Linked DNA regions of Zea mays: region 1 is linked to region 2. The links are chromatin contacts, called in public Hi-C maps. All regions are on one chromosome and are shown on one strand. Each heading gives the region's core, a stretch centred on a gene start, on an enhancer-like site or on the middle of the called end of the contact. The rest is flanking DNA. Distances are from core to core; before and after follow the strand shown. Region 1 holds the start of LOC103630722 (golgin candidate 5). Region 2 holds the start of LOC100275574.

Region 1 (5,172 bases), core at 825-3,324, 370 kb before region 2:
CCGCACGCGTCATTGCTACAGGTTCGCAGGGACGTTGGAGGCGGACTGGCGGTGGCGGATGCCTGAGTCAGAGCCCGCCCGGCTGCCTTAGAGGTTGCTGCCTTGTTCCCTTATCGGATTCGTAGAGCCTGAAGGCGTGGAGAGCGATAGAGGACTGAATGGAGGCGGCCGCGCCGCTGGCAACATAGGAAACGCAGCTGCGCATGTTTGCGAAATAATTGAAAGAGTGTGTTCTCGTGGCTTGAGCGACTGAGGGAGGCCGCCAGCGCCACCAGACTCAATCGGTGCAGCAGGAGATCTTTTAGGCTGAAATGTATTTTGGTCTAGATTTTTTGGTTGAAAAAAGACCTATATATAAGAGGGTTTTTGGGCTGCGCCCTGGGCCACGGCCCAGGTGGCCCGAGGCCCAAATCCGCCCCTGGAAGATGGAATATTAATAATATTCTCATTTCTAAAAAAATTTAAGGCTAGTTTGAGAACACCATTTTTTTCTAAAAAATTTCTATTTGCCAAGGTAAAATGAACTAATTTCGCTTAAAAAACGAAAATCCTTAAAAAAATGAGGTTACCAAACTAGTCATTAATATATAACTTGTCCAATGGATAGACGGTAGACATATTTACATAATGGGCTATTGGATGCGTTTTTCCTTTTTTCATGTCATGAAATGGAATTTACAGAACCGTGGATGTATTAATGGATAACCCTTCTCCCACAAAAAAATATACTCACTTAGTTCTTTTTTATTTATCGTTGTTTAGTTTAAATATGAACTAGCGGACGACAAATATTCGAGACTCCAGATAGTATCTACAATAAAGTTGCCCATACTATACGTACTTGAGTCTTCAGGTTATGTGAAGGTTAATTATATGAGAGCCACGCAACGCCATTTTAATTATTGTATGTATGCCAAAGAGTACACAATAGCGGAATGGCAAATATACCAAATTATGAACAGCGTAACAACAAGATAGAGAGATGATCCATGACGATTGCGACGGATCGACCGGCGCTAGCAGTACAAAGCAAGCTACTAGACCATGCAAATGGAGAAGCTGAGCTTAGATCTTGCCGCGCGGGCCCGGCTGCGGCGGCTCCTGAGGTCCCTTCTTGATCGGCAGGAGGTCCGGTGACGCCGACGCGCTGACGTAGGCCAGAAGTGAGCCGCCGCCCAGCAGCAGGAACTTGAGCAGCAGACCTCTCTTGGTGAACGGAGCCGCGAACGTCTCGAAGAACTTGCTCTGGTGACGTGAAGAACGCATGCAGCAGAGAGATCAGATCACCCTAGCAAGTCTAGTTACCGCAGGGAATTGAATGGGTTGGAAACATCATGGCACCTGTAGCGGGTTGTAGGGCGAGGGCGCGTCAGAGCCGTAGAGGTCCCACTGTCCGGTGGTGTTGCCGATGTCGTCGAGGTCAAAGTAGACGCTCTTGTCGCCGTACTTGGCCACCACGGCGGCTGCGCGGGGCCTGCGGATGGAGCGGGCCGACGGCCTGGCGACGGCGAGCTTCCTTCCGGAGATGGAGCTGCCGGCGAGACCCTTGATGGCCACGGGCTTCACGGAGACGGCGGCGAGGGAGGCCATGGCGGCTAGCTAAGCAAGCTTGACGCGCGCACTGGACAGTGGCGCTGTTGGGGGTTGCTGGTGTCCCGGTGCGTGCGTACGTGCACGAACTTAATTCGGCGGATCGTATCGTGCTGAGGATTTGGGATTTGTGTGGGTGGACGCCTCGCACTCTCAGGCGCGAAGATGGCCGTGACCCATAGGGAGGATGCCGTGTGGCCTGCTCTGGATAGGCTTATCCTGATCTCCTGATTCTGATGCGAGCTGACTTGGCAATACCGACATGGAGCCAGGTAGGCTAAGCGAGGATCTGTTCTAGTGTTCTGCTTCTGCAGTTTTTGTTTGTGCTTGGGCTTGTCCGTCTTGTAGGCCGAACGGGCCTAAAACAGCCCATGCGCGACTTGTCGACAAGGTCCACACGGCCCACTGTGTCTATACTCTATACTGTACGGCGGGACGCAGCTGGAGCGACGGGACGAGCCGCACCCGCACCTCCCCGCGGACAGATCGATCCGTCCGTCCTCCGTCGTGTTCGTTCAGGCCGAGCGAGATCCACTGCTGACTGCTCACTGCACCGAACCGAGAGAGCGTGGCAGGCAGGCGGGCGGCCGATCACCGACGCCGACGCGGCGTCCACACGCGCCAACGGCCGAACGCACTCTCTCCCACCCCTCCGTCGTGCTCCACGGCCCAACCCAACCCTACGCACTCCTCCCCCCTCCCCCCCCGCAGCTACATCTCCCCTCCCGCTTCGCCAGTCGCCACCGCGCGGCGGGAGCTCGCTGAAGAGCTTCCCCCCTCTCCCCCCAGGCCCGCGGCGGCGCCGGCTCGGCCCCCGTCATCGCGCTATCGTAGGCTCGCGGGCTCAGCTGATCTGGTCAGCGAGGCGAGGTTGCCGGGGGGCCAGATTCCGCTCCCGCCCGCGCGTGGTCTGGGGTGTGGGCGGTGGATCGGCTGCGCGGGTCATTAGATCTATGCCCGAGATCTAAGGCGCCAGCGCCAGGTGCGGAGGCGGAGGCCGTGAGCCGGTGGCGGTCGGAGGCCGGGGACAGGGATGGCGTGGTGGTCCGGGAAGGTGTCGCTCAGCGGCCTGCAGGACATCGCCGGAGCCGTCAACAAGATCAGCGAGAGCGTGAAGAACATCGAGAAGAACTTCGACAGCGCGCTCGGCCTAGAGGAGAAGCGCGACGATGAAGAAGGTACGTACGGCACGGAGACAATAATGCTACGACCCTCAGTCCTGCCATTCGCCTAATTCAGTGTATTGACGGTGCATTGGTGCGTGGTTGTCTGCGTATTAACATTGCAACTGTTGATATGACACTGATAGGGTAGTCAATGGTGTTAGTGGTTATGTTTAATTGATATTTGACAGATCCATGTTTGCGGAGAATGACATGTGCTCATTGCTTATTATCATTGGACCGTGACCAAAAAATGCGCCTATCACCCGATCAATTTCTGCGTGAAGTCAAAATTCAGTCTATTAGTCTGTTGAATTCTGTGCTATTGAATGGTTTAGGCATATTTTCAAACCTATGTCCTCTTACAAGTGTTGGAACTGTAACACCTTTTGCACTCTGTCTGAGTTGCTGATATCTGTAGGACCGATTCATTTGCTAGTGCTGGCTAAGAGCTTCACAATGGAAGCATTGTATTTTTTGTTTAAATAAAATGTTTTTTGTAACGCAGCTACGTGCTCAAATAAAATGTCTTTTTTTGTAACGCAGCATCAGGATCGCGGACATCCAACTCTGATGGAATAGGATTCTTCAATCCTGTCATGGCTTTCATGGGACACAATGGTGAAGAAGATGGCACTGAAGTATCAGAAAAGCCACAATTTCCAAAGGATCTGTCAGTAGAGGAAGAAAATCATAGCACCCCAACTAAGAAACAGACATCCGAGGTAGATCATTCAGAAGTATCAGTAACAACATTTCCAGAACAGCCTTCAAAATCAGAAGAAGCTCATAGTATCTCCAATGAGTCACCTGTTTCTAAGGCAGATGTTTCTGAGCAGTCCATAACACCACAAACTCCAGCACATCCTTCAGTAGCAGAAGAAAAGCTTGATGGCTGCACTGAGGCACTTGCATCTAAGGTGGGTGATGATGAAGCATCAGAAACATCACAATCTCCAGGACATCCTTCAACAGTTGAAGAAAACCAGGACCATCAATATAGTAAACATTCTTGTCCTAGTGATGAAGCAGAGCCAAATCAGCTTAGAGAGTCTGCTGGAGACTTACCTGATGGTAGTGCATTTTCTTCGCCTATCAAAATAGATAAATCAGGTGACACCGAAACAGGTGAATCTATTGATACAGGAAAGGAAGACACATCTGATGGGAATGCCTCTCAGTCACAACCAGCAGAATCCATGCTAGCTAGTTCCGATAATATAACTGAAGTTGAGGACAAGATTGCTCAAGAATACAATGTCCCAAAAGAACTTAGTAGCCCACAGGAGAATTGCGATACAGTAGACAAAGTTACTCGTCTTGAAGTCAAATTACATGATGGCAATATTGATACCAAAAAAAGTGAGGAAGAAAGCAATAAGATGGAGGCAGGGGAAGTATCTGTTGTTGTACAGGAGGATAATGTAATGGAGCAACCTGAAGATTTAATGTCAAAGTCCATAACTGCAGCTCATGATTCACATTCGCAGAATGAGTCAGTGGTCAGTTTGACCGATGTACCTGCTGGACTAGGGGGAGTAGGCCCCGCAGATAATTTTACAGAAGAAGAAAAGATTGCTAGAATCACAGATTTTCAGATTGTGGACTCTGTTGTTTCTGTTGGTGAGCTAGAGAAATTAAGACGTGAAATGAAGATGATGGAAGCTGCATTGCAAGGTGCTGCAAGACAGTCACAGGTATCATTTGTACATGCCCAAATCTCTATGGAAGCAATTCAGTCAAAGCTTGTGGAGTTGTACTCTATGAAAGTACTCCACATGGAAGTGAACCTTTTAAATATGTGAATTCATGTTTTTTTTGTGGAAAATAAGGGAAACATTTTAGTAATCCTGTACAGTTCATGTTTTATAATTGTACAGTTGAAACATTAATAGGTTCTGGTCCCATGTGTCATTTGGTTGTGACATACCCAGCTCTTTGATATTCATTGTGCCTAACAGCATGTAATTCTTTCCACAGTCCAAAGCTGATGAAATTGCAAGGTTGATGAATGAGAATGAACAACTAAAATCAACGATCGATGATCTCAAGGTATGTTTGTAAGCATATTTTCCATCTTTTGCCTTGCAGCAGCAGTTCATAACGTCTGAATTTAGTACTTGATGCCGAGATGAATGTTAGAAACGTATTCCCTGTATTAATCATTAGTGCTGTAGAGCACTAACACATTTTAAATTTTATGATTGATCGGTTTCTGATACGATACAGAGTAAGTCTTCTGAAGCCGAAATGGATGCACTTAAAGATGAATATCACCAAAGAGTAGCAACTCTTGAAAGGAAGGTGAGGCACATAGCCACTTTCTTCTTGTTGACGTGATGCTTCTATTGTCAATTGGTGATTGCATATGGCTTCCAGATTTAGTAGTCATGGCCATTTAAAAGGGTTAGGTACACAT
Region 2 (5,146 bases), core at 74-2,573:
GCGTCCTTGAATATCGGGATAGTTCGGGATAGGGTCGATGAGTTTTCCTTAAGATAAGCTAAGTCGGTTCGCTATTAGTTAGGAGATATATTGGAAGAACGTGATCATCATGTACGTAGGGAGTATCCCACGGTCGTGTATATAAGGCCCAGGGGAACCCATCATTTTCATCTCTCTGGTTAGCCCTTCTCCATTCAGGAGACACCACTTGTAACACACCACATACATACCCATCCCAGGAAGTAGGGTATTACGCCTCTTAAAACGGCCCGAACCTGCAGAACATCGTCTCTCTCGCGTGCCCCTAGCACGAACCATCGAGCTACAGTCAACGACACCGTCCTACCAAAAAACACTGCAAGGGTATCCCTGGGTGTGCGGTCGGACTCTAAACATCGACACCCTTACACTCTTTACTTCTTTAGAAACTAAAAGCTACAGTCAAACGGGAGCCTTAATTGCACTGGCCGTAGTGTTGGTGTTAACCACAGATTTAATGATATTGTACACCGTCTTTGTTGGAGCAACTCCAATAGTTCTCTAAACAACTATCTAAATCTTAAATTTAAGAAGTGATCAGAAAACACATCTCAAGTCATTCAAATGAACTTGCTAAATTTAGTTACTTGCTATCTGACCCTTTTATTTTTTGAAATTGGCAACTCGATAGTAACTCTCTAAATGCAGCTGTCGTTGAATTTTTCACACCTACGTGTTTACTTTTCCCTTGCCCGCACAGCGAGTCCGACATGCTATTTTTTATTTCTCATATAGCGAGGCAACCAATTCCGACATGCGTGACACAACATTTTTCTTCATCAGACCATTGCTCTCTCACAAGTCACGTCACTGGACTATCGCTTTCCAACAGGTCACATCGTGTGACTTCTCTTCTGTCCTCGATGTCCACTACCTTCGACCCTACCGTCAATTAGATCCGGCAGGAGCAAGCCTACCAAAAACTAGATTCAAAATTAAACTATTATCTAAATATGAGAAATTATTGGAGATCAAACTGTTTCTTATTCTCAATAGCTATTTAGTAAGTTGGTAAACATAAGTTTGGACAACTTTTTTTAGAGAATTATTGGAGTGCTCTTACTATTTGAAACGAAAAAAAAACCGCGAACCGTGGTCCGTGGATGATTCAGAAGCCTAGCGCCACCATTCAAGGCTCCGTTGGGTTGGAAGGCTCGATCCACGGGGTGTCAAGGCCCTTTTCCCCGGGCAAGCTCATCGCGGGATTACGGCCTTAGACCAAATCAGCGCACCGTTTGAAGCCCAGTAGCCCACACGAGAGGGCAGCCCAAACTGGCCTCAGTCTTTTCCCTGTTTCCCCGTCCGGAGCGAGGCGAGGGGTGAGGGTGACGCAACCGAGCGCCGCCAACCGCGACCGCCTTCCTCACCTGTGTCACCTCCGCCGCCATCCTCACTTCGATCGCCTCTGCCGTCATCCTCAGCTTGTCCTGTCGCACTGCTTGTGCCGCACCAGCTTGTTGCCTTCCGCGCCCGGCTGCGCCAGCCAGGCTCGTCCGGCCCTCGCGCCGCTTACTTCTATTTTGCCCGGCCCCATAGAATTCGAACCGCAAATGAGACAGGCGCTACTGCAGCCGTGGGAAAGGAAACGCAAAACAACGCCAACGCCGTCTTCTCTTCCTGGAGGCGGGCCTGGGAAGGAGGTGGAGCGCAGCTGGCTCCGCTAGGGTTTCCCCTGTTCTCGGTGGAGGCGCCGCGCCTCCGGGACACGGGCTGCGTCAGGTGACTGCTGCAGGTATCTCTAGCGATTCTTATCGTCGCTCGACGTTTGTGTTGGGTAGCGTAAAGTTGGTGATTTTCCCTGCATGCCCAGCTATCAGGGTGATGACTTTTTCTAAGGTGGAAAAGGATAGCGTCATATGTGTTCCGCTGGGAGTGTTTCCGAATATTTTGGATCGGAATACCTCTAGCGTGGCATATTTTTCCCTCTCTCCGAGCAGGGTTTGCTCCATTCTAACCTTGAATTTATCATGCCAACTTCGATTCAGGCTCGTTGATGCAAGGGAGGTCAAGCCGTCTGTGATTCTCTTCCTGAAGTTCTATCCCGATGCCGTCCATCACGCACTACGTGCTGGATCGCCTCCTAGAGACACGGTCGCCTGTTCATGTCCAGAAGGTGGTTCCCAAGCCTCCGCCCCCGCCTCCTGACAAGGCCACACCGGTGCCAGTGTCTACTGCCAGGACACGGTCGTCGCTGGCATCACTCTATGCCACGCCTGAGAACACCACCCTGCCGGACTTGCCTTCCTCGTTCCCGGGAACCTGGTCGCCATACCTCATCAACCATAAGAGGCGGGGAGCCTCCCTTGCCAGGACCTTCTCTCAGGGTGATGCTGGGAGGGAGGTCAGCCAGCCAAACCTCCCTGTGATGCTGCCTGCTTTGCCGAGAGGGTGTGAACCCACTCAAGTCCAGGAGCCCGAGTTTGTGTTTCAGCAAGCAGGCAATGGTCAAGCTGAAGGTGAAAGTGCTGTAGAAGAGGCTTTGAATGGCAAAAGTGTAATGCTACAGAAAGGCAAGGGGTCTGTTATAGCTGAAATAGAGCAGGAGCAGCCTGAGTTTGAGTTTTGTCAAAGTCTTGAAGCATTAGTGAAGCCTGTTAATGTTAGAAGGCCTTTGAATGGTGAGGCACCCAAAATTTGTGAGAGTGACACCTTTGAATGGCGGAAGCCTAGTTCACCTCTTGGAACCTCTGTTGGTACACCAGGTGCAGAATTCTACGATGCATTTGAAGGTAAGAATCAGTTTGTTAAACTTTATTTGTTAAGTTATTTTTCCTTTCAGGTTTTGATGATATTAGACTATTGAAGTAATAATGAAAATAACCCTACTAGCAAGTCTATTTTTTTTTATAAAGACACTTCCAGCCTGCAAACTGTTCCTAGCTCACTACACCATAGCTTATCTATTAAAAAGCAGCTGAAAGGGTACAAAGAAAATTATGTAGCAACTGTGTTGGAAAAAATATCCTTGTCTTTGGTCCATTTATAAGATATAGGATTTATCATGTTTTGCTTTGGTTGTATATTTTGTTAGTGTATTTTGAAGTGATTGGTTATACGAGTTAGCCATTTCTGATATTCTTAAGCAGTTAAGCTTGGAACAATAGTGATCACAGCTAAATGTTGTTAGAGATATGCAAAAGTTATCCTGCATGTGATTTTCCCATTGTATGAGTTAGTTTCAAGCTTTTTGCTCAGTATGTGTTGTCGCTCCCATCTATGTTTTCTTGCTCCTATTAGGGCCTGATTATTGACAGTAGCTATTGTTATGAATTGTGCTGTACTCCCCCATTCCAAATTATAATACTTTTGGTTTTTGTAGATACATAACTTTTGCTATGCACTTGGATATACACCATAACTAGATAAGCAATGTATCTAGAAAAGCAAAAATTCATTATAATTTGAAGTGGATGGAGTAGTGACTAATTTCCATGAGCTAAGCTATTGTCCCCCAAGTAATATGACTGTTTAAGTTATAGTAATGTCAAATGGTGATAAGTTTTGTTTAATTTGTTCCATTATGCTGAGGATTTCCTCTTGCTTAGTTCAGATCTAGTGGTTGATATGTGTGCTAACCCAGTATTATACTTATTTCTCAAAAAATAGAAATATCCAGTGACGGTGGAACTCGGTCATCGCGAGGCATGGATGATGACCTCCGTGAAATGAGGTTAAGTCTGTTGATGGAAATTGAGAGGAGGACACAAACAGAAGAAGCACTTGAGATCTGGCAACAGGAATGGAAGAACCTGAGTCACCACCTATCTCTTGTTGCCTTATCACTACCATCTCCAAGTATAGCTGAGGATTCTGATTGTTTAAAGGTGGATCCTGGAGCTGAGTTGTGCCAGCAAATAACTGTTTCACAACTTGTGGCTGCTGCTATTGCTCGGGGTTTTGCTCGTGCTGAAGTTGAATCAGAGATGGAAACTATGATTGCGACAAAGAACTTTGAGATTGGAAGGCTGTCGGATAGGGTCCAGTACTATGAAGCTGCAAACAGGGAAATGTCTCAAAGAAACCAAGAAGCTATCGGTAATTACCTTTCCCACCAGAGGTTATTTCTGTACTACAAAAAATGTCCTTGATGATTACTTGTTGAAACGGTGACCCTCATCCCCTCTTTATTCAAATGTCTTTGTTACTTAACATCACTTAAAACAAAACCACAGTCCACAGGCACGAATCCTTCTAGTCAGCACGCAAGTGCTAGGTGCTACCATCCCCCTATACCTCCTTTTCTTTTAGGGCACTGTGCTTATTGGATATAGTTTCTGGGGTGTTCGATAAATTAAGCAAGAACATCTGTGGTAACTGGATAAAGAAAGCTATGACATTGTATGCTAGATATTCAAAAGATACCTACCATGTCTATATCCTAGGGTCAGACTAGCATCGAACATGTTTATCTTATTTTGTATCTAGTCATCCTGTTTTTGGTTGGCTGCTTTGTGCTAGAGGGGAAAATGTTGTCTGAATCGTATCTAGGGGTGTTAATGGATCGCGATCCAAATGCTTCTTCACAAAATGGTAGTCCGATCCTAATCCGATCCTTAAATCTTATATCATAAAACTAGGTATGTGCCCGTGTGTTGCCACGGTAGTTAAAAATTAGTATAAAAATAGATACAAAACGACAAACATTATTATGCTATACAAAATATGTGTGGCAAAATGTCACTGTAACATTAACATTATATCGATGATATAAATATATATTATTATTATAAATACATTAACTCTAGAATGAACTAATGTCAAACCAACCTTATAATATCGCTCAAATTATTTCTAAATAATCAATATAGAATTTAAATGATAGACAAATATATTGAAAACCGTACACTAATCTAATCTTTTTAGTGATATTAATATGCTTATGTCGTATGTTTGCAGGATGACATATCGGCATGAATTTTCCTCGTAATAATATATAGGCAAATTTAAAGCTCTTTGTCACCCCTAATCATATCATAAACACTATTAGATATAAGATGGATCGGTAGCATGCGTACTTCTGTATTCCCGGTATATTAATGCTTGCTTTATTTTTATGGATTGCAGAGATGTCAAGGCAACAACGCAAGGGGCGTAAGAAGCGACAGAA

Evidence for each region. Hi-C and Micro-C count contacts between places; a contact is called where the count stands out from the background.
Region 1: a contact with region 2 is called in a Hi-C map of ear, with 1.7 times the contacts expected there. The contact joins the promoter of LOC103630722 here to the promoter of LOC100275574 in region 2. A contact is called at or near these places in 2 of 25 Hi-C or Micro-C datasets (ear and leaf).

The regions. Positions count from the first base shown.
Region 1 is chr6:175,521,135-175,526,306 of Zm-B73-REFERENCE-NAM-5.0, reverse strand. LOC103630722 (golgin candidate 5) reads left to right here and starts at 2,074. Exons shown (of 19, transcript NM_001350839.1): 1 at 2,074-2,768; 2 at 3,300-4,450; 3 at 4,734-4,805; 4 at 4,983-5,057. The coding sequence starts at 2,624. It overlaps LOC541685 (photosystem I H subunit 1), which reads right to left and starts at 1,701. Exons shown (of 2, transcript NM_001111435.2): 1 at 1,342-1,701; 2 at 876-1,245. The coding sequence starts at 1,590. The coding sequence ends at 1,066.
Region 2 is chr6:175,151,764-175,156,909 of Zm-B73-REFERENCE-NAM-5.0, reverse strand. It overlaps LOC100275574, which reads left to right and starts at 1,323. Exons shown (of 4, transcript NM_001149625.2): 1 at 1,323-1,771; 2 at 2,025-2,768; 3 at 3,646-4,074; 4 at 5,104-5,146. The coding sequence starts at 2,084.